Regions from separate parts of the Mus musculus genome. Here regions 2, 3, 4, 5 and 6 are each linked to region 1. A link is a contact called in public HiChIP or PLAC-seq and promoter capture Hi-C data. All regions are on one chromosome and are shown on one strand. Each heading gives the region's core, a stretch centred on a gene start, on an enhancer-like site or on the middle of the called end of the contact. The rest is flanking DNA. Distances are from core to core; before and after follow the strand shown. Region 1 holds the start of Foxo4 (forkhead box O4). Region 2 holds the start of Ercc6l (excision repair cross-complementing rodent repair deficiency complementation group 6 like). Region 3 holds the start of Pin4 (protein (peptidyl-prolyl cis/trans isomerase) NIMA-interacting, 4 (parvulin)). Region 4 holds the start of Rtl5 (retrotransposon Gag like 5). Region 5 holds the start of Kif4 (kinesin family member 4). Region 6 holds the start of Gdpd2 (glycerophosphodiester phosphodiesterase domain containing 2).

Region 1 (3,680 bases), core at 858-3,357:
CTACGTGAGACCCTATCACACACACAGACACACACATCCAAAAAGTATGCATGGCTGGAGAGATGGCTCAGCAGTTAAGAGCACATATTGCTCTTACAGAGGACCTCAGTTACATTTCCAGCACCTAAGCACGTAGCTCACTATTTGCCTGTAACTCCTGCTCCAGGGGATCATGGCCTCTGGCCTTCCTTCTCAGGTACTTACAGTCATGCACTCACGTCCACATATGTCCACATAATTAAAAATTAAAAATCAAAAGAACGGATGGTGGTGGCACAGGCCTTTAATTTCAGCATTCGGAAGGCAGAGGCAGGTAGCTCTCTAGAAGATGGAGGCCAACCTGATCTACATAGTGAGTTTCAGAACAGCTGAGGCTATACACAGAAACTCTGTCTAGCAAAACTAGACAGGGATTGGGGGGAAGAAGATTTCTGTTAAACAACTAAACAACAACAATAAAAAGACAGAAAGAGGATGCAAAGGGAAAGTTATTATAAGGTGGAAGCATTTCTAGAAAATAGGGGGAAACTACAGCTGGTTCAAACTTAGTGTGCTTAGTTGAAAGATGGGGCAGGAAAAGTGTAACTTGAACCTGAAGAGCTTTCCTAGAGTTTGAACATTACAGTACTTTGGATTTTTAGGCCCACCTGTTTCCTTGTGTAAATCACTTGATCTCTGAGATCATCTGTATTTTCATCTATAAAACAGATATAATAGTGGTTAACCATACCTTGCATGGTTAAGTGAGCTGTAAGTGAGCTAATTTTGATATGCTGGTTTGAATAAGAATGCCCCCCATAGGCCCACTAGGAAATGGCTTTATTTGAAAGGATTAGAAGGATTAGAAGCCGGTGCACTGTTGAAGAACTTAAACCCAGTCATAATGTCTCCATTTAGAATTTGGAAGTAGCAAGTTACAGAAGTGGAAAGGTGACCATCAGTGTGGCTGAGAAGGTTAGGTAGACCCAGAACAGCCTCTAACCAAATTCAGAGCTTAAGAGTAGGGATCGGGGATTTAGCTCAGTGGTATAGCACTTGCCTAACAAGGGCTAAGGCCCTGGAGTCGGTCCTCAGCTCCAGAAAAAAGACAAAATAACAGAGGTTAAAGGTAGCTAGAGGGTGGAGGTATAGGTGCAGAAAGAGATTAAAAAAAAAAAAAGTTCAGTTGGAGACATGTTGAATGAGAAGCCATTGAAGATCAGAACAAGGAGAAGATCAGTATTTCAGAGGCCTGCATAGCTGACAGAGGAAACTAGCAAGACTGTCTGTGAAATGTACATAGAAAATGGAGAGAGTGCACCATAACCAATGAACACTGTTTGTTGTTACACAAGCTTCCCTCTCAACTCCCCAAGTGAGTGTGTCTTATTTTCTAATCAGATCCCTACTTGTTGATACTCTTTCTGCTTCTTATAAGGGCAATACATTTTCACTTTGCTTTCTTAGTGAAGGATGGGAAAATCTAGCGTCTTTCAAAACGATCTTTTGGGCGACCCCGAAACTCGAGGAAGTGGGTGAAAAGGGAAGGAATGAGGAAAAATATTTTTAAGAAAAGAAAAAGAGTCCGGGACGACCTCTAATCATTAAAGTTCCACCTCCCCACATCCTGCCACGCGCCGCTCTCCTGCGGCCGATATCGGACTCCTGATCGCAAGGTAGGACGGGAGATGTAGTCTTCGAGAACGACCAGGGTGGCACGATTCGAGAACTCAGTTTCCCAAGTGGCTCCTGAGGCGCGTGCGCAGATGGCTGCCCCAGCGAGTGGTAAACAGAGACGTCTGGCGGGGGCTGCTGCTTGGAGCAAAACAAAAGGGAAACCCGGGGGGCGGGGGGTGGGGGGGTCCGATAGGGGATTCAGTTCTGGAGTTGGGGAGGCTGGGGCCGCAAGAACCTTGACCCTCTCAAGAGTGACCTGGAGGGAAGAGGCGAGGGGAGGGAGAGCCAGGGGAGGGACAAGTGACGCCCGGGAGCGGGGCGTGGGGGAGGGCAGCGATCCGGGTGGAGGAAATTTGGGAGGAGTGTCCGGGGGGCAGCAACTTGAAAGGGGGAGGGAACTTCGCTGAGGAGACGTTCGGTGATGGGAGCGCAATGTATGAGGGGATACGGTGCCTCAGGTTTAAAAGAGCAGGAAGCTGAGTGAGAGGGTGCAGAAAGTGCCTTCGCTAGGCGGAGGTTACAGGTGGTGCCTCAGAGCGCTACTCTGAGGCTGCAGCCCGGACTCCGGAGGGGATCGGAGAACGGAGTGAAAGGGACAGTTTAGGAGCTAGAGTCCGGAGACGAGGGAGAAGTTCGTGACTTTCTGAGAACTGGAAAGAATGTGTTTCCCCCCTTGGGGGAGGCATGGTGAGGGACTGTGGCAGGCTCCACTGATCGCTGAGCTGCAGAGGTTCGACCCCACGTATGGATCCAGAGAATAAGAAGTCAGCCACAGGGGCTGCCGCGATCCTAGACCTCGATCCCGACTTCGAACCCCAGAGCCGTCCGCGATCCTGCACCTGGCCCCTTCCTCGACCAGACCTCGCTACGGAGCCACACGAACCGTCCGAGGTGGAGCCCAGTCTGGGACAGAAGGTACCCACGGAGGGACACTCCGAACCGATCCTGTTGCCCTCTCGGCTCCCAGAGCCGGCAGGGGGCCCCCAGCCGGGAATCCTGGGGGCTGTAACAGGTCCTCGGAAGGGAGGCTCCCGCCGGAATGCCTGGGGAAATCAGTCATATGCAGAACTCATCAGCCAGGCCATTGAAAGCGCCCCGGAGAAGCGGCTGACACTCGCCCAGATCTACGAATGGATGGTCCGCACGGTGCCCTACTTCAAGGACAAGGGTGACAGCAACAGCTCGGCAGGATGGAAGGTAAGTATGACTCCCTTACCTTCACGCCATCCACCCTTGGACCCCTCTAGTTACTCTCACTCCGGGGCCCCCCATTACCGCCTTTCCACCCCTTTGGAAAGCCCAAAGATCCACCTTTAATCTTCAGTTAGACAGGCATTTACTTAGTACATAGTATATACCACACTCTGAGCAGCTTGAAGCAGGAGGATCGGAGATGAATAAGACACTGTCCCTGCTCTGAGGAAAATCGAATTCTCTACTCGCTACTCAGCACTTTGGCTTGAGCTGCTCCAAACATTTATTCCCACAGAGAAGTCTTTATCCTATGTACAGCAGGAACTGTGTGGATTCTCCACCGGCACCTAGCCTTCCCTCCTCCCTCCCCTCCCACCCAACACCTTTTGGCCCATTCCTGCGGGATTACTCGGATTCCCTGCTCGCCTCCCAATACCTCAGTGAACAGAACTGTTCTACGATTGCTCTGCCCAAGAGGGAGTGGGCGGTGAAGGGGGGCAAAGTGGTTGGTATCCATGGGGAAAGGTAGCGACCTTGTGCACTAAGGAAAGAGGCCCGCAAGCTGCTATCTGCCTCAGTTTACCTTCTCCTGACGAAAATCCTTCCTTGTAAGGCGCTCTCCAAACTCACGGGGAAAGTCTTTGTTCAGGAATACTACTCATGGAGAAAGGAGGTATCATATAGCTTTGACTTTCGAGTCCAAGTTGGTCCTTGGTCTTTCTTGAAGAAACTGGGAAGATCTCAAACGGTAACTCTGAAAACTTCGCCAGAGAAATACGGACTCTAATCACAAAACTAAGGAGGGTTCAGCCCGTATCCATGCCTTGTAT
Region 2 (3,680 bases), core at 822-3,321, 900 kb after region 1:
CGCCTTTAATCCCAGCACTCGGGAGGCAGAGGCAGGTGGATTTCTGAGTTCAAGGCCAGCCTGGTCTACAGAGTGAGTTCCAGGACAGCCAGGGCTACACAGGGAAACCCTGTATCGAAAAACCAAACCAAACCAGACCAAAAAAACAGCAAACAAACTGTTTATTTCAGGCCAGAAGTTGCATGAACTTCTTGAGTTTCACTGACTGAGCACTCTTCTCATCCTAAATCCAAACAATGAGCCTAAGAAAACCACCTTAGAATTTCAGTTGTAAAGGAGCATCCTTGGAGAAAAACAAGTAAGCCAGCTCGTCTATTTTTTAATTTAATTACATTTTAAGAGTGATTTAATCTTTAAGCCTTATAGTAAATTACATCCTTTGTGATATTAAACTTGGAAAGCCACTTACTTTTTTTATAGTGGTGGCCACTGTGAAGACCCCCGAGAGTCAACTCTCTTGTGAAGCATACGCCCATGGGCTGTCTTACAAGACTCCAGGTTTATTTAGAGACTCATTAACTTTGCTTCCCTCTGGTATGTCTTGAAATTCTTTTCTCCATTTTTATCTAAGAGGAGGTCCCTCGAGGGAAAACTCTACTTAGAGTACTGGTGGCTCTGTCCACTGACTGATCGTTGATTCACTGGAACATGGTGCTATGTACCTGTAATTCCATCACTATGTGGACTCAGAGAGAAGGATAGAGTTCAAGAGCAGCCTGCCTCAAAAAAAAAAAAAACAAAAAAAAACAAAACCTATGCCTGGCAGTGATGGCGCTAGCCTTTAATCCAAGCACTGAGCAAAAGTTAGTGGTATGTGGGTCTCTGTGAGTTCAAGGCCAGCCTGATCCACACAGAGAAACCTTGTCTCCAAGGAAAAAAAACCCTACAAGTTAACAACATAAATCTACATACTGTAGAGAGGACTCTGTAGTTAAGAGGACTAGGTGCTTGCTCTTTCAGAGGACTCTGGTTCAGTTCCCAGCACCCACATGGTGGCTCACAACCCTCTGTATCTTCAGTCTCAGGAGGGGATGGCACACACCCCATTATAGTTGTGATCTTTTTTCCTCTACTTAGGGGTGGTTTTGAGCAACCTTTTCATGTGCCTGTTTGCCATTATGTGTTTTTTAAGAGAAATGTCTACAAATCCTTTGCTAATATTTTATGTAGTCTTTTAAAAATTATATAGGCATAGACGGGTGTTTTGCATATGCGCGCGCGGGGCGGGGGTGGGGGGGCGCATGTACATCACATAGGTACCAGAACATAGGATCCTGTAGGACTGGAGTTACATAATGGTTGTGAGCTACTATGTGGGTGCTGGGAATTGAACCTGGGTCTTCTGGAAGAGCAGTCAGTGCTCTTAACCTCTGAGTCATCTCTCCAGCCCTGCACTACAATTTTTAATAGTTAAATATTCCAACCTAGGCATCTGGTGAAAGCGTATTCATTCACTGGGCTTAATGGTTCCTTTGGGGGCATATGTCTTCCCTTCGTAACTGGACCCCCTTTCTTTTAATGGCAGCACTCTGGTCGGGAAATAAAACATTTTACAGCATCCATCAAACACCATAAAGTATTTCTGTTTCAGATCCCATTTTCACTACCCAATTGCTAACAACTTAGGGACTATTTTTCCTCTTTTCTCCCAGGTCTGGCGGTTGGCGAGTTAGAAAGACTCAAAGATTTCATCAGTTAATTAAAATTCAGGCTCTTAAAGAGTTCATACTCAAGAGTTATTTGACTTACGAGTGACTTGGCAGGGCGAGCTCCCCGAAATAGAAATCTGGTCAAAGCCACAGCAGATCCTAGGGGGAGGTGGGAGCCACTCCACCTCAACCCCAGGCCAGGGACTGCAAGTTCGACCCGTCCGGAGACCCAAACATACCTCAGGTAACTCTCGGCCAGTTGTGGGCTCAAAGTCTCCACTTCCGCTAAGCCTTGGGAAGCCTCCATGGCCAGGGAATCCGGAGAGCCCAGGAAAGGAGACTCCCAGTTAAAACCGCGCTTGAATTTCGCTCGCTCCCGCCTTACCCAGGCTGGGCTCACGCACTAGACTGGTAGAGCCAACTGCCCGCCTCGCGGCGGGCCAATCCGGGATCTGGCGCTCGAGCGCGGTTTCCTGAGCCCCGCCCAGGAAGGTCTTGCGCCTGCGCCCTCGAGCACTGGCGCTAGCTAGCTACGTTAGCTAGAGTGGCCTTACGTTTTGGGTTTTTTTTTTTTTTTTTTTGGAGGGGGGGGGGGCTGCTGATTCACGTGACCGGTGGTGGTTTCAGTTCCGTCCTAACTGCGTGGCGGTGAGTGTGAATGTTGAGTAATGAGAGCGAAGGGAAGGAGTTAAGAGCGTGAGTAAAATGCGCGCTTGTTTCTCTTGTCCTTGTGAGTGGAGGCTGTCTTATTGTACTGGCCCATAGAGGTCTCCATTGCCCCCTTTTCCTCCCCGCCAGTGCCTGGCACTGAACATACTTGGAATTCACACACCTAGAAGTGCAATCCTGCAACTTAAAGCTGACACTGAAGAAGGATTTTCAAAGACAAAGCCTAAGCCGCTCGTGGTGGTGCACACCTCTGATAACAGTGCTTAGGAGGCAGAGGCAGGAGGATCTCAAGATCTAGTCCAGACTGAGCTTGCATATAAACAAGACCCTGTCTCAGAAGTACACACACAAACACACACGCCCTTATTTACGCAATACCAAATAGAGTAGAGGTTATTTATGTATTTGAGAGGTTGGGAAGGGGACATGATAAGAGTTGAATGGGAATGAATGGCTTACAGATTACTCATATATGAAATGATGAAAAAATTAAATGTAAAAAAATAATAATAGCTAGATTTGGTGGCACAAGCCTGTTGGGTTTCAGATCCGGGACAAGTAGCTGAGGTGCATATATAACATACCAAAGTGGACCTGGCCTTCAGGTTCTCCCACCATCCTTCATCCTTGTTACAGGGCATGACTGGCAAACCCCACCCTCTACACTGAACTTTCCAACCCAGAGGCTGGGCCACCCAGCAGCTCTTCATTATGTAATACAGACCTTTTTGGTTTTCCCTCTCTTTTCTCTCTGCATGCCTGCTTTCTCTCTCCCCCTTCTCTGCCTATCTTTCCATGGTGACTTCACTGACACCCCCCTCCTGTATGGTGAATGAACCTGCCTGGAGGCTGCCCCCAATAAACCTGCCTTTATACTTTAATTTGGCCTGAATTGGCTTATTTTGTTCGTGGAGATACCAAAGCCTAGGGTTCCAGCACCTTTGAGGTTGACGCAGAAGGATTACAGATTCAAAATCCATTCAGGCCAACCCAAGCCACTTAGTGAGACCCTGTGAGTGCTGGGGCTATATCTCAGTAGTAGAGCATTTGCTTAGCTCTGTGACTCTATGGCTTCTTTCATTTTGTGAAGATAAACAAATAAGTGCAATTATAATGTGGTTATCCCCTTCAGAAGTTCTAGTTAAGATGCAGTCATTTTCAAAGGCAAAGCTCAGGCCTTAGGGAAATGGAAAAGATACATAAGAGGTCGAGAGCCAACAAAAATTATTCTGGTTTATATATTACTAAGAAAGCCACTCCTGAAGCCCAGAACTCTGGAAACTGAGATAGGATTATGATGAGTTCGAGGCCAGCAAGGACTCAAAACATACTGATGGGGACATGGACATTGTGATTCCCTGA
Region 3 (3,680 bases), core at 517-3,016, 860 kb after region 1:
ACAAAGGGGCCCACGAGTCACCTCCACATCCAGCAGAGACTATTCAAAAGCTAAATTTAGCTTAGGTTGGTGGGACAGGCCTATAATCTAGCATTCAGTAGGCAGAAGTGAGAGGATTGGAAATTTAAGACCAGTTTGGGCTGCATAGTGGGATCCTATCTAAAACAAACAAACAACAACAACAACAAAATTTTAGCCTGGGGTGTGGCTCAACCATAAAGCTCTTGCCTGGCCTTGGTGAGGCCATGAATTTGATCACCAGTATTGCAAAAACAGACAAAAACTAAGCTGAGTCAGATAGCCAAGATAGGACAGTGATCTCATGGAATAGAGGGAAAGATGTCATATACGAAAATTATTGGTAGAGGAGGGGAGGATTGTGGGGGAAAGAGAAAAATGTATCCAAGTGGCACATGATTCCCACCACTTGAGAGGCAGAAGCAGGAGGACATAGTAAGTTCCAGAACAGTCTAGGCTACTAAGCAAGACCTGGTCTCAAAAAGAGAGACTGAGTGAGAAAGAGAGATCAAGAGCACATTGGGATGCAAATTCAAAAGCTATTCATCTTAAGTAAACGCCCCCAGTTAGTCATCGACTATGAAATTATTTCTCATGATACTCCATAAGCAGATACTTTAACAACACCATCTCGCAGAAGATGGAAACTGAGCCCAAGAGCGTCTTCAAGGTCACAGGACTAGTAGAAGGGGTTTTAAAGCAGGTCATGTGCCTCCAGAATCCAAGCTTTAAATTGCCTTATGCTGTGCTGTCATACAAACTTTGAGCTGGAAGGTGGTGGCACATATCTTAAGCCCCAGCAGTTAGAAGATAGAGGCAGGCAAATCTCTGTGAGTTCCAGGACAGCCAGGGCTACATACAGAGAAACCCTGTATCAAAAGAAAAAAGAAAGGAAGCAAAGAAGGAAGGAAAGAGAAAGGAAGGAAGGAAAAAAGAAAAGAACTCTGGAAAAATACAGAGACATGAATACTATATAGATTGACACGAGTGGTCACATGCTATCCTGCTGAACAGCATTAATGCCTTGTTTGTCTTTTAGGTGCATAGATTATGTTCTCCAGGATATATAACTTTAAAAAATCACATTCTACATCTTGGTCTATAATCTTCCTTAAGGCTATTTCTGTACACACAGCTTATAATCGTTATTTTAAAATTAATTTAGGCTGCTTCCAATGTTTCTCCATGACAGACTTCTGCCTGTCACAGGCAATGGGATGATAGGCTTTAAAAAAAAAATTCCATCTTTTGTACCCCATCAACTACTGCTGCAAAAATATAAACAAACAAGTAAGTAAGAAAAGCCATTAGGGAGTGCAGGTCTGTGTCAGTCGGAGAGAGGACGGAAGAAGGCCATTATCTAAACTCCCTCTGCTGTCCCTTTGTCTAGAATCCCCAAAGCAAAAGCCCACGCCAAAGAACTGCAGTGGCCTGAGGCTCGCACTGCGCATGCACAAAAAAGTGGGCGGGGCGAGAGAGAGCAAAGAACAAGTGCAAATGAGGGCAAGTAAAAGCTTTGAAGAACAGAATAGAGGCTGCGCTTTCTCGTCTCTGGGCAACCTTTGTTCCCGCCTCCCCGTAAGGCTTCGGCTTCTCATTGGTCTAACATCTCTAGCTCCTATAGGTCAAAGAACCAAAGGACTGGGTCTGTTCCAAGCTATGCCTGATTCTGGAACCGCAGCAGAAATAGTTGATTGTGACGCTGCTTTCAGGCATTGCGGAGGACATACCTGTGGGGCCTGAGGGGTCCTTTTGCTAGCACCGGAACAGTTGCCGGAGAGTTCATCCGCCAGCTTAAGAGATGCCGCCGAAGGGGAAAAGTGGTTCTGGAAAAGGAGGGAAAGGTAGACCTGCCGAGACAGTCATGGAGCGAGCGTAGGGGTGGATGGGGAGAAGGACAGGAGTAGACCTGCAGCTGTGTGGGGTGGGGGAGGGAGGTGATCATAAGCCGGACAGCAGGGCCACCGGGAGCACCCTGAGCCGCTGTGGTTTATGTTTGGGCTTCTTGTGGTAAGGAAAGATCAGTGCGTGAGGAGCTGCTGTGGTTCAGGGTATCCATGAGGTTTCAGTGCAGGGACCCTCGTGGCGGGCAATAGAAGCTGCTGGGGATGGTTCCTCGTGACCTGGGGTTTATTCCCACTAAAATTGAATCTGATGAAACGCCAGCAATAAAAGGAAGCCTACACTAGTGATCAATCTAGTCCATCTAGGCCTCTTAACAACTAACAGGACGTACCTCCCCCCCCCTCCCCTCCCCTACACACACACATGAGGAGGGACTCGCTTCTTGAAGACCGTTGTTGGGGACAACATTGTGCTTTCAGGCTAGAAAACTAAGACAACTCTTATTCATCGCTGGACAATGTGGGGAAGATAGTAGCCTCTAAGTACTGTGCCGAATGTAGTTGTGAGAGTTATGTTATAGAAGGTGGAAAGAGGGTAAAGAAACAAACTGGAGATACTTTGGGCAGGCTGAGATAAGCAGCAGCAATAGGGTAAAGAGTCCTCAACCCGGAGAGGCCAGCCCCAAAGGCAGTTTAGTATAGCATCGCTGAAGTAAAACTTCAAAACAAATAAGCAAGTTGGGGAAATTAAAACAGAAGAAAACTAAATCATGAGGTGTGCTGTATATGGTGTTAATTAAGGTTGGTTAGGGGCCAGGAGGTCCTTTAAAGAGATGATTTCAAGCCGGGCAGCGGTAGCGCACACCTTTAATCCTAGCACTTGGGGAGGCAGAGGCAGGTGGATTTCTGAGTTCGAGGCCAGCCTGGTCTACAGAGTGAGTTCCAGGACAGCCAGGGCTACACAGAGAAACCCTGTCTTAAAAACAAACAAACAAACAGAGAGGGGAGAGTAGTGAGGGAGAGAGAGAGAGAGAGAGAGAGAGATGATTTCAGTAGTTCTGGTAAGAGAGAGAGTTGGCCTGAACTAAGATTGTGGTTGTAGGAACCCAGAGAAGAGACAAATAAATGGAGTGTAGTAGAGTGATACCCCAGAGGTCCAAGGAACCAAGATGTTGTAAAGAAAGGTCTGAGAAATGGGTGAGGCACTGCAGAGACATGCCACAGCAGTGGGAGGCTGAGGAGGACCTGAGTGTGAGGTCACCAGGGGTACACTGTCCTTTAGCTGCTCAGCTCCTGTTCATCCATCAGGTGGTACCTGGCTAGCTGACATATGTGTTCCCTTCCACAATTTCTCGCTTGTCGGACTCTCAGAATGTGGTCTCTCTTCCTCACTGGGATACGAGCTCCTTGGCTGCGGCTTTGAATCCTATTCACTGTGTACCCCCAAGAACTTGAACTGGGGAATTATTTAGGAAACAGTTGTTAAACTAAATACTTAATTTAATCTTAGACACCTTGGCCTCTAACACTTAATATGCTGCCTTCGACACAAAACTTAAAAGAAGTAAGATGTGCTACCAATGCTTGATAGCCTGAATGTAGCAGATTCCAGGAGGATATCAGTAGCTGTTGTGGTAGACTGAAGGGGAAAAGAATGCACACACACACACACACACACCAAGCACTCTGAAATAAAACCAAACCCCTCAAAATGCATTGTTGGAGATTTTGCATGTTAGAATTTCAGGTGTCAAACACACTGTCACAGAATATAATAGAAATTGTATTATTTTATATAATGGCAGTGTTAAGTTAGAA
Region 4 (3,680 bases), core at 685-3,184, 820 kb after region 1:
ATGAGCTCTCCATGTAGGCCGTGGTGGTGGGCAGCAAGTGTGTGCACATGGGCGTGTATGTGCTCGTGCACATACACATGCTCGTGCTCTATCTCCTCCCTCTCTTGCTCCTGCTCTGGCTCCAGGACCCTAACGATAACTTCATCTTCTTCTTCATACTTATTCTCATCGCTATCCTCATTCTTCATCTCCTCCTCCTTGTCTTCCTCCTCCTCTTCCTCCTCCTCTTCCTCCTCGTCGTCGTCGTCTTCATCCTCCTCCTCAAATTCATAATCCTCATCCTCGTCCTCATCCTCCTCATCCTCCATCTCGTCTTCCTCTTTCCTCATCTCCTCCTCTTCCTCCCTCATCTCTTGTGGGAAAGCTGTCATGTGCTGCCTCTGATCCTTCAGATAAAGCCTGTACCCGCCTGCCTCTTCACCCTCACCCTCATTTTCACTGTAGAACTCCACACCTTCATTTTCATCCTCATTAGGAATTAGTGCAAAGGGGCAGCAGCTATTTTGAACTCCAGTGAGCGAGGCTGTCTTGGGGACACGCACTTTCCTTTCTATCTTGACACACTCAAGAATCAGCTCATCCAGGTCGGCCACTTCAGTTGACCATAAGAGTTCCTTTCGAAAAATTTCTGACAAGCCTTTGAGAAATTGGTTTTGGAGGCGACAGTCATCCCAAGACAAGAACTGGGCCAAGAACTGAAAAGCATCTGCATAGCTGCCCAGGGTACAGTTTCCCTGCTTGAGCTTGCGTATGGCCTTTTTAGCCACGCGTGAGGGGATGGGGCCACAGAATTCCTTACGGATTTCATCCAGGAAGCGCGGGAAGTTGGCATGCAAGGAGCTTCCTTCCTGAGTGACTGAGATAGCCCAGTCTCTCGCTTCCCCTGTGAAAAAGGAGATGAGAAATGCCACCCGTTCCGCGCCCCCAGGGAAGTGATCCTCGTGATCTGCTATGAAAGTCTCTAGCTGCATCAGAAATTCAGCCAGGTACACTGGGTCGCCTGAAAAGGGTTCTATGTCTGGCCGCTCCAGCGGTGGCAAAAGGAACTCAAAGGTTGGCTCCTTTAACATGGGGGAGTGCAGTTCCGGCTGGGACGGGCTGGGTGACAGAGGAGGGTCACTGGACCCGTCGGGGTTGGTATAGTCCTGGACCACATTAATCAAAAGATCATCTGAGACGTACTCGGGATCTGTGCGTGGAGGAGGCCAGCACAGGAAAGGCACCTCCTCCTCCTCCTCTTCCTCCTCCTCAGGAGTGGGATCAGTCTCATTGAGCAGGAACTCAAAGTTCTCCTCGGCAAGGACCGGTACTATGGGCATGGGCCAGCGGATGTAGCTCGAGACATTGCCCCGCAAGGAATTAACCTCGGCCAAGGCTCTTCCGAGCTGCAGGCCCAGCTGGACATTCTCTCCTCGAAGGGCATTTAACTCCTCTCGCAGGGCCACATTCGCCAAGCGGAGGCTATTGAGATTTCCCGCCGCTTCAGACATTGTGACAAGTTCCTGGGGCTTTGAGTGCTGGGCACTTGGGGGTAGGGAGTTATGGGGAGTGCAGGAGGAGGCAGAAATGAGGAGGTGGGCGTGGGAGGAGACCAACGTGCGGCGACAGGGCGACCCGGCGCAAGCGAGCCCGGGCCACACCCACAGGGGCTCGGTCCGGGACGCGTTACCTCGTGGCAGGGGTCGGAGAGAGAGCAGGCAGCAGCTCGGGACCTGGAGGCGGCAGGCGCAGGAGACAGACGAGACGCTGGCAGAGGTGACGCCAACAGAGGCAGGCAGAGTAGGAGGGAAGGGACTGCGGCAGGATCTGTCGAGGAAAAATCTTGCAGACAGCGATCCCTCTCGCCTTTTAAGCTCAGCTACGCGCGCCCCCCGCAGGGGCGGGCCTTCGGGAACCGAGGGAGCCCACTGGCTCCCGCGGCTGCGCTCTCACTCACTCTCTCCTTCCCTAGCTGCAGCTAACTCGGGTCGGGAAAATGCGACAGCGACTGCCCACTCGAGGTCGTCATGGCGACAGCCAGTGAACGTGTTCCTCTCCTCGGGCAGGCCCCCGAGTGTAGAGGAACTGCTTCGCGAGGCGCAGCTCAATCTCCAGAGCCTGTTGCAAGGTACTGCGAGGGTGGGGGGCTGCCTTAGAGGCAGCTGCGCAGCAGGAGGGAGGCAAAGAAGAAATGGGGAGCAGCAAAAGAAAAGAAAACAGTTCCAAACCATCTCTCTTTTCACCTTCCAGACTGATGATGCTAACATTCTGTTTCCAGTGCTGTTGCTCCCTTCCTCCCTCCCTTTTTGGTTCAGTAGTCCATAAAGGGAGAAAGGATACAGGCTGAGACAGGGTAGTGGTCAAGCAATTCACGGAGAAGGAAATGGGAGACTCCCTCAATGGGGACCCACATTCCTTCCAGCCCTCCTGTTATATAGCCCATGCCTTGGGATGCTGGCACCAGAAAACAAAGGGGTTTCTCCTTACCTGGACTTCACACACTCTGCTCTTGTAATAACCTCCCAACCACAATGAGCTCCTCCATATATCTCTCCAAGCTGAGGATGTAGCTTAGTGGTAGCATGTGCAAGGCCCAAGCTTCTATGTCCAGCACCACAAAAAAAAAAAAAAAGCCATCTCTTGTACCTTTGAGTTTCTCTTACTACTTGAGTTTTTCAGAGACACTGGACACAGGGCTGAATTCCCCCAGGAGGTGCCCAATGGATACGAAATGTACAAAATATCTTGTCAGTTCTTATATCTCCGTGCCAGCATATATTAATCCCAGTGCAGAACAGAAAACATCTGATGGGCCTCCCAAGGGGGATACAGTGGAAACCCCCAGCTCCCCGAAAAGGGCAGTAGTGACCTTAGAGAAGCAAGATGCTAAGAGATAATCATGAGCCCTGTGTCCAACAAGGAAGAGCTACCATGCAAGAGGGGGAGGGGAGTGAATGTGCTAGTTTAGCAAAGGTAGAATTAGGACCAGGAAGCAGAAACTCAGAGAGAGGCAGACCTCCACCTCCAGACAAAGAAAAACTTTTCCAACATGCCCAGGGGCCACAGTTCAAAGGGAAGAGTGCTCTTTGGGTATCTGCCCTGAGACTTAAGAGCACCTGGAAGGGCTTCTGAAGAGGGAATCGGAGCAGAGAGCGCAGACATTGCTGCAGAGAATCAGCCCTGAGAGCAGCCTCAGCACCAGATTCAGAGCACACAGAGCCTGGAATGTCCATTCTGACCTCTCACTTTCTGCATGTCATCTAAGCCATGGCTTTGGTCAGGCCCGTTCACATCTTACACATACTTCCGTCATCATGTGTCCATGAACTTGGCTGTCTTCTATGCCACCACCTTCGGTTTCCTGACTTTTAGCCTCCCTAGACCTGACCCCACCCACAGTGGAACCAGACCTAGAAAACATCAATCGTGAGTTCTTGCGGCCAGGTATGGCGGCACAAGCCTGTATGTAACTCCAGCACTCAAGAGACTGAGGCAGGAGGATCTTGAGTTCTGAAGCCAGCCTGGGCTACATGTAAAACTTTGTCTCAAAGAAAAACAAAGCAAACATAAGTTCTTGCAATCCAAGGCAGGGTTCCAGACTGGACTTCTCAGTGTGGTTCTCTTCCGGCTTCATGCACATTGCTCCTGAGCAGTGCTGGAGAACAGCTGAAGAGCTGCAGAGCCTCAGAGAATGGAACTTT
Region 5 (3,680 bases), core at 590-3,089, 630 kb before region 1:
CTCTGCCTCCCATGTGCTGGGACTAAGGTCCTATGTCACCATTGTCTGCCTTGACTTTATAGATTGTTACCTACTCCTAATCTTCCCCCTTCTGCCTCTCGAGTTCTCAGAGTACTGACATGCCCACATGCCCCAGCATACTGGCCCCAAGTACAGTTCTCAAAGGGAAAGGCTGAATTTCCATTATGTCTATCCTATGACTCCAGCGGGTCATCCATTTTTTTATCTGCTGGGCCACCAGTGCACTTTAATATGATAACAAAGTAGCTAGCCATACAGCCTATCATACACACACATTCACACAGACCTTGGAGATGAAGATGCCTAGCTGCGAGGCCTTTCCTCCTCGGATGTTAAATCCCAACTGAAAGACAAAAGGACACAGGATGCAGACTCAGCAGAGACATAAGAACAGGGACATCTATGTACTCAGAAGAAAAGGAGATGCTGTAGAAGTGCCACCTCTGCTTTTCTGGTCACCTACCTCCCAATCCACATCCACACCCCAACCATGGCCAATTTCTGGCATGGACCAAACGTTACTGGAATAAGAGCCCCTATAAGTTTACCTGAGCACCAGGAGGCTTCTTCAGTGTAACAATTCGGGGCAGAAACTGGGTCAACTCATTGTTGTAGTCTGGGTGGTACACTCTCTGCAAGATACAGCAATCCCCGAAATCTTATTCCCAGTCTTAGATGTGTTACATCTACCTTCTTTTAGAATACCAATAAACCAGATATATGTCAGGAATTGGTAAAGCCATTGACTCAGTTTACAAAGCACAGATAAAACAGTCCAGAGGAGTGGCTGTTTAGTCTCGGGACATGTTAGTGGCCCTATAGATCCCTAGTCCTTTCTTATTGACAGGATGGAAATTAAGGCTCTGAATTTTCAGAATTCACCAGTGTGAAGGGTTCTGGCATGGTGATTCTGCAAGAAGTCACCAGTGGGTCACTGTTGCTCAGAATTCACCTAAGATCCACTCTCCACTGAGTTTCCTAGCCCTGCTACTTTTTCTTTCATAGATCTCATGATTATTCAGGAATGCAGATGGCGCCCACCTCATGAGGAGGAATCCACGCTGGAGGGTTTTCATAGGCCGGCAGGAAAACCACAGGGTAGTCATCATAGGGAATCCGGTTGTCCATTTCAGGCAAAGCCCTGAAAAGGACGAATCAAAGGAAACGAAAATGATTTTAAAAAGGACCAAGCACTCTAAGTTCCAGAAAGCCTTCCAGCCGAGGGCCATTCCTTTATGGGACTAGCCCACAAGTAGGTGTTAAGATTGGGGAGGGGGGGTAGGGAGGAGAGGCAGGCTACAAAACAAAATAACAAAAACAAAAGACAAAAAAATTAATTTTTTAAGCACTCTAATGGCATGTTTGCATTTCTCACAATTCTACAAAAAACAATAGGTGTCACCACTTCCAACCTAGGAAAAGAGAATCTACACATCTACAAAGATCTACTTTAAAACAGCAAGGGAGTGCCAACTCTTAACTATCCCATAGGGATTGGGGCCAGACACAATCTCTAGAGGTGCTTAGTAAACGTGGTGTCCACAGACGGGTTCCGTCTACACGGGCTACCTTCTAGATCCAGGTCCTGCAACCCGCCCGAATCCCGCGCTCGCGACCACTTAACTCAGGGCCACCTCACCGGTAAGAAGGCCTCGGTCAGCGACAGCCAATTCGGCGTCGGAACCGGAAGCGGATGCTCCTACCACCCTGCCGGGGCGGAGCTCTCTTTGGGCGAGCCAGAGCTCCAGCCTCCTTGCGCGTCACGGTGTGCGTGCTCAAGTTCGTCTGCTTCTCACAGGCTGTACGCGCTCCGATTGGCTGGCGCCTCTGGGATCAATTTGAAACTTGGCGGTTAAAGCTCCGGTTGGAACAGGGCGCCAGGGAAGGTCGGTGAGAGGGACGTTTAGTTTGGTGAGTTACCCGGGCACCGCGTTAGCTCCGATTCTGCGCTTTGGAGCACTTTAGGGCTTGGGGTCGCGGTTGCTGTCTCTGCTGGAGTTTCCTTATTGCTGACGCCGCTTCGCCCTGCAGTATTGGGACTGACAAACCTTTAGGCGGTGGCCAAGAGTGACAGGACACCGTGATCCCGCTGGGAGGGAGAGTGCATCAGCGAGTTCCGAGCTCTCCCACCGCCTGAGAAGGGCCTTTCCACTCCTGCCAGCCTCCGGGGGCTCCTGGGAGAGCCGGCTTCACCCAGCACGGACACCTGCTGAGCTGGTACCATGAAAGAAGAGGTGAAGGGGATTCCCGTAAGAGTGGCACTGCGTTGTCGCCCCCTCGTCTCGAAAGAGATTAAGGAGGGCTGCCAGACGTGCCTTTCCTTTGTGCCCGGAGAGCCTCAGGTGGGTAGTCGAGTCTGGAGTGGCTTCCTCCACAGCTGAGGCTGAAAGGAGCGAGGGGCGTGGTCAGGCATTTTTTTTTTAATCCTTCCCCATCCTTGTCTCTTGCCTCTTGCAGGTGGTGGTTGGTAATGATAAATCATTTACCTACGATTTTGTGTTTGACCCCTCTACTGAACAGGAAGAGGTCTTTAATACAGCAGTAGCTCCACTCATAAAAGGCGTGTTTAAAGGTGAGGCTGTCTAATTCACTGGGCGTTTGTGTGTGTGTGGGTGGGTCATATAGGCACTACAAATAAGAGGAATGGATGAAACAGACTTCTGCCTTTAAAAACAGCCCACAGCCTAGTAACACATCCAGTTTATCTTTGACCTAGACATATTTTGTTGTCTTGGGACCTCACAGAGAACCTTTCATTTCAGCACTTGGGAGGCAAAGACTGATGTAGAAGCCATGGAGGGATGTTCCTTACTGGCTTCCTTCCCCTGGCTTGCTCAGCCTGTTCTCTTATAGAACCCAAGACTACCAGCCCAGGGATGGTCCCACCCACAAGGGGCCTTTCCCCCTTGATCACTAATTGAGAAAATGCCTTACAGTTGGATCTCATGGAGGTATTTCCTCAACTGAAGGTCCTTACTCTGTGATAACTCCAGCTGTGTCAAGTTGACACAAAACTAGCCAGTACAACCACCCTCCTTGATTTGGCTTATGCTGTGCTGGAAAGCAAACGCATGGCTTTGTGTATGCTAGACAAGTACTTTGCCAAGTGAGCTATAGGCCCAGACTTTATTGTAAAACTTGAAAACACTGTAGTTATAGTAGTTATAGAAATGTTGCAAGAACAGCATAAAGATGCCATTTTTTTCATAGAATCATTGGTAATAAGTTGTTGATGTTATGATCCCTGAATACTTTACCATATATTTCCAGTAAGCGTCATGACATAGCCATCATAATCACAGAAGTTGCAATGTCTTGTTACTACTTTCTCATCCTCAGCCCTGTTCAAGTGTTGCCAGTTGTTTCAGTAATACCCTTGATAGCAAAGAATTTAGTTCAAAAATCATGGTATGATTAGCTGCTGCGCCCTTCTTATAGTCCCCAAGTCTAAAGTAGTCCTTGAACCTTTGGGCTTTGTGTTTTTTAAAGCCTTCATTGTTTTGATACTTGAAGATTACAAAGCACTTGTATCTTTCTTTTTGCTTTTATCTAACGTTATGATAAAATTTGAGACGGTTTTTTGTGTTTGTTTGTTTTTTTAGCAGAAACACCACAGGCGTGCTTCTGTATTCTCATTGATTCCTGTCAGGCAGTATATG
Region 6 (3,680 bases), core at 752-3,251, 520 kb before region 1:
CCAAGGAAGTCAGGACTGGAACTCAAGCAGGTCAGGAAGCAGGAGCTGATGCAGAGGCCATGGAGGGATGTTACTTACTGGCTTGCTTCCCCTGGCTTGCCCAGCCTGCTCAGTTATAGAACCAAGACTACCAGCCCAGAGATGGTCCCACCCACAAGGGGTCTTTCCCCCTTAATCACTAATTGAGAAAGTGCCTTACAGATGGATCTCATGGAGGCATTTCCTCAACTGAAGCTCCTTTCTCTGTGATAACTCCAGCTGTGTCAAGTTGACACAAAACTAGCCAGTACAACATAGTAAACAAATCTTTTTAAAAAAATGTTCAAGGTCCTTAGCCTGTACTTTGCATATAAGAAAATCAAGTGTCTGCTTTACCATACAATAGCAAATACTTGAGAGATGGAGTTGACTGGAGAATGTGTTTAATTTAGCTCATGGTTTTGGAGGCCCTGGGCCATGCTTAGAAACCCATATTAGATCATGACAGAAGTACGATGGAGCAGGATGGGAGAAAATAGTGGAAGGATCTGGGTCCCATCACCAGCCTTCGAGAGCATACTCTCCAGTATACAAAAGACAGACACTCCACGAGAACCTACCTCGCTATAAAGTTTTCCCCAACCTCCCAAATTGTACCACAGGCCAGGGAACAAGCTGTGAACACACAAGCCCTTGGGGAACATTAAATATCTAACAGAGATAGTACCGTGGTACAAAGAGGTGGTTATATAGAGTTACAATGTCAGTGAATATTAGAGCTGGGAACAGAAGCCAGTTACATTTACCATATAGTTCTTTCTAGTGCCCTGCAATCCTACTAATGCTTTTCCGTTTACAGAACAAAACTACTGCCCCCTTGCTTTCTCCCTTAAAAAGGAAGTGGGGGGGGGGGGACAAGGATTATTCCTTACCTTATGCCAGATTTCTTGTCTCCAGTTAGAAGCCAGAAGGGGGGCCAGCCATGCAGTACCTCATACAGGCTATATTTGAAACCTTTTGGGAGTTTGCAAGCCTTGAGGCTCATCCATGCATATCGAATGCTGTCCCCACCCCACCACCCCCAAAAGGCTCTCAAACCATCCCCACGTACAAGAAAACAAGACTCTAGAATCCACCACAACCCAAGCAAAGGAAATTGAAAAACAACCTGCCAAGAATGACTCCCAGTGGAGGACTAGGTGACCCGCTGGCCCTCCCTGGCTTCCTGCCAGCAAGCAGCCTTGCTCCTCTTTGCATTTTAATTCTGAGAGAGTTAGAGAATCTCTGTCATTGCCAAATAGAGCCTCTGGATACAATGGGAAAGCTGAGAGGGAGGGAACCAGCTCCTGGCAGAAGAGAGCCAGTCTCCCTCACTGGATAAAATTGAGTGTGTGGAGGGGGAGGGGAAGCCAGCTTATCTGTAAGGAGTCATCCTTTCCCACCCTCCATAGTGCTCACACACAGACCCCAAGTCACTTCATCAGCCCCAATCCAAGAGCTGTCCATCAACACAGCTCCCATGCAATCCTGTACTTTTTATACTAAGCTGACCACAGCTTGCTAGGCCACCTGCTTCTTTTGTACATGTTCATCTTCCAAAAGCCTGGTACCCTAATACACTATACACTCCTGAAGCCATTCAGTGCTTGATAAACAAGACAGCGAGCCTGATATCCTGAATGAGCACCTGATGGGTGGTGCGGTGAGGGCTATTGAATACATCCACAGGGACTCCTGGTCCAGAAATGGGGCATCTTACTGCCTAGAGTTCATAAAGTCACTTCAATAGCATCACATCGATGGAACTTGCAGAAGTATAAATAGCCCAAGAGGAAAGGGAAGCTAATGATTGGAAGTTGTACTCCTAGGAAGCTTGAGGTTAGACTTCCTTATCCACTCAAGAGTTTCTAGGGGACTGGCAGGGCCCCTTCTCCTCGCTGCCAAGTTGCAAAATTGTGTGGTCACCTCCCCCAGCTTCCCTCCCTCCTATGCCCTCAGTCCTGGCCTCCTAGAGCCAGGACAAAGCCCTCAGGCAGTGACTGGGAGGGGAACAGGAGGAGGGACAGAGGGATGGGGAAGGCTGCACAAAGGAATTCCTCACACCAAGCCCCCTGACTGCCAGCTCCAGAGAGTAAAGAAGCCGACCTCCTCTCCAGCTAGCTCACTCGCTCATCTTCCCACCATGACTGTGCTCGAGCCATAGCGCCTCTCCCGGCCTTCCAAGAGGACCCACACTTCTTCCTGTAGGTGGCAACAGTGACACCTGTTTGACCAGTGAGGCTGAGCCAGGGACTGCAAGAGGGAGGAGGCAGACAACTCGGAGAGGAGCTGGGAGGCAGAGCTGCGGGCTTGCTTGCTCACTGTGTAAAAGGTGTGAGGGCTCGGGAAGGCTGGGGGCTACCGCTGGGGAGCCGGGAAGCAAAGAGCGGCTCAAGCCGGGAGGGATGGAGCCCAGGGGGCTATGCAGCACCCCTGTCAGATTCCCTGCTCCGGGTCTTTCAGACTGGCCAGATCCTGATTCCATCTTCCAGGCAACTCTTGAGGGAGGTAGGACTCTGGAAATCTGGGGTGCCCGGGTATGACCCTAGACGAAGCAAGGGATGTGGATTGGTGCTCAGGGCAGGATACTGTAGCCCAGTTCCGGGATGGGGAGAAGCAGGGGCCTCTCTTTGGGTTGACCAGTCAGTATAGTGGGAAGGGACCCAGCTCCCACCCCTCCACTACCTAGACGGGACCCTCCTTTCCTAAGGAGAATTTATTAAGGGGGCATCTTTAAGAGCAGACACACCTTGCGTTCTTGCAAGAGCTCTCACACAGAGTGAAAAAGCGACACCGTTCCTTTGTACAGGACAGTTAGATGAGAGAGAGAGAGAGAGAGAGAGAGAGAGAGAGAGAGAGAGAGAAGAGAGAGAGAGAGCAGAGAGGAGAGAAAGAGGGAGAGCATAGAGGGAGAGAGGGAGAGAGAGAGCAGAGAGGAGAGAAAGAGGGAGAGCAGAGAGGGAGAGAGAGAGAGAGAGAGAGGAGAGAGAGCAGAGAAAGAGAGAGAGAGAGATTATCCAGAGGCTCCTTTACATAGTCATTTTGAAACCCATTTTACTGGGAGCCACAAGTCCACTAGTGCACACACATGTTCATCTGCTGATACATGACCCACAGTCACACCCTGCTTATTGCTTACGTTGGTAGTTCAGTAGTAGACTTCTCACCTGCTGCAAACTGCACACCCTCTCAAGTAGAATCACACTCACAAGCCCAGTCTGGTTTGTAGATCTGCTTAGTCTCAGCCGTACTGAGAACCACAAGGCACAGGAATACCCTGCTCCAGAACAATTCCCCTGCCGCCGCCACCACCCCCCCCCCCCGCTACAGACACGCACAAGCAGACACGCACACATGCACCTTTGCCCTGTGTGCTTAATGTACTTTAAGGATAGCTCAGAGGGTGGGGCCTCTGGGACGGGGAAGGTGGGAGTTGGGTTTCTATTTGGGGTGGAGGGTGACTGTATATGATGTCTGGGAAGGAAATGATAAGGCTAGGTTGTGGGGGCGGGGGGGAGACTTGGATTTTCTGGACTGTGCAGACAGGAATGAGGTTCCTTTAGAAGGCAGTGATCCAGGCAGCCTGCTCCCCTCAAGTCTTCTATTTTACAGTGCCCCTAACCCCTGAGAAGTGGACACAGAGAATCTTTTAGTCAGGGGCT

What was found. Promoter capture Hi-C pulls out the DNA fragments that hold promoters and counts their contacts. HiChIP or PLAC-seq counts read pairs in DNA pulled down with a chosen protein or histone mark. Capture Hi-C pulls out chosen DNA fragments and counts their contacts.
Region 2: an H3K27ac HiChIP or PLAC-seq map of microglia shows a contact between it and region 1, with 6 times the contacts expected there. The contact joins the promoter of Ercc6l here to the promoter of Foxo4 in region 1. A contact is called at or near these places in 2 of 39 promoter capture datasets (both in liver) and 1 of 115 datasets of contacts at active chromatin or transcription factors (microglia).
Region 3: a promoter capture Hi-C map of erythroid cells shows a contact between it and region 1, with 5 times the contacts expected there. The contact joins the promoter of Pin4 here to the promoter of Foxo4 in region 1. A contact is called at or near these places in 2 of 39 promoter capture datasets (erythroid cells and pre-B cells) and 1 of 115 datasets of contacts at active chromatin or transcription factors (memory CD8 T cells).
Region 4: a contact with region 1 is called in a promoter capture Hi-C map of liver. The contact joins the promoter of Rtl5 here to the promoter of Foxo4 in region 1. A contact is called at or near these places in 1 of 115 datasets of contacts at active chromatin or transcription factors (memory CD8 T cells) and 2 of 9 other capture datasets (adipose tissue and liver).
Region 5: a contact with region 1 is called in a promoter capture Hi-C map of erythroid cells, with 2.4 times the contacts expected there. The contact joins the promoter of Kif4 here to the promoter of Foxo4 in region 1. A contact is called at or near these places in 7 of 39 promoter capture datasets (the C10 cell line, cranial neural crest, erythroid cells and 4 more), 1 of 115 datasets of contacts at active chromatin or transcription factors (double positive thymocytes) and 2 of 9 other capture datasets (adipose tissue and liver).
Region 6: a promoter capture Hi-C map of embryonic stem cells shows a contact between it and region 1, with 5 times the contacts expected there. The contact joins the promoter of Gdpd2 here to the promoter of Foxo4 in region 1.

What each region holds. Positions count from the first base shown.
Region 1 is chrX:101,252,421-101,256,100 of GRCm38.p6, forward strand. It overlaps Foxo4 (forkhead box O4), which reads left to right and starts at 2,108. Exons shown (of 3, transcript NM_018789.2): 1 at 2,108-2,853. The coding sequence starts at 2,401.
Region 2 is chrX:102,155,020-102,158,699 of GRCm38.p6, forward strand. Ercc6l (excision repair cross-complementing rodent repair deficiency complementation group 6 like) reads right to left here and starts at 2,072. Exons shown (of 2, transcript NM_146235.3): 1 at 1,889-2,072. The coding sequence starts at 1,956.
Region 3 is chrX:102,117,703-102,121,382 of GRCm38.p6, forward strand. It overlaps Pin4 (protein (peptidyl-prolyl cis/trans isomerase) NIMA-interacting, 4 (parvulin)), which reads left to right and starts at 1,767. Exons shown (of 4, transcript NM_027181.2): 1 at 1,767-1,862. The coding sequence starts at 1,820.
Region 4 is chrX:102,069,373-102,073,052 of GRCm38.p6, forward strand. Rtl5 (retrotransposon Gag like 5) reads right to left here and starts at 1,935. Exons shown (of 2, transcript NM_001278534.1): 1 at 1-1,935. The coding sequence starts at 1,490. It overlaps Nhsl2 (NHS-like 2), which reads left to right. Exons shown (of 8, transcript NM_001163610.1): 2 at 1,952-2,107.
Region 5 is chrX:100,624,226-100,627,905 of GRCm38.p6, forward strand. Kif4 (kinesin family member 4) reads left to right here and starts at 1,840. Exons shown (of 30, transcript NM_008446.2): 1 at 1,840-2,363; 2 at 2,479-2,593. The coding sequence starts at 2,244. Pdzd11 (PDZ domain containing 11) reads right to left here and starts at 1,716. Exons shown (of 7, transcript NM_001356384.1): 1 at 1,661-1,716; 2 at 1,063-1,162; 3 at 570-653; 4 at 308-364. The coding sequence starts at 1,149.
Region 6 is chrX:100,727,846-100,731,525 of GRCm38.p6, forward strand. Gdpd2 (glycerophosphodiester phosphodiesterase domain containing 2) reads left to right here and starts at 2,002. Exons shown (of 16, transcript NM_023608.4): 1 at 2,002-2,350. It overlaps Gm52438 (a long non-coding RNA gene), which reads right to left and starts at 1,323. Exons shown (of 3, transcript XR_003953096.1): 1 at 912-1,323.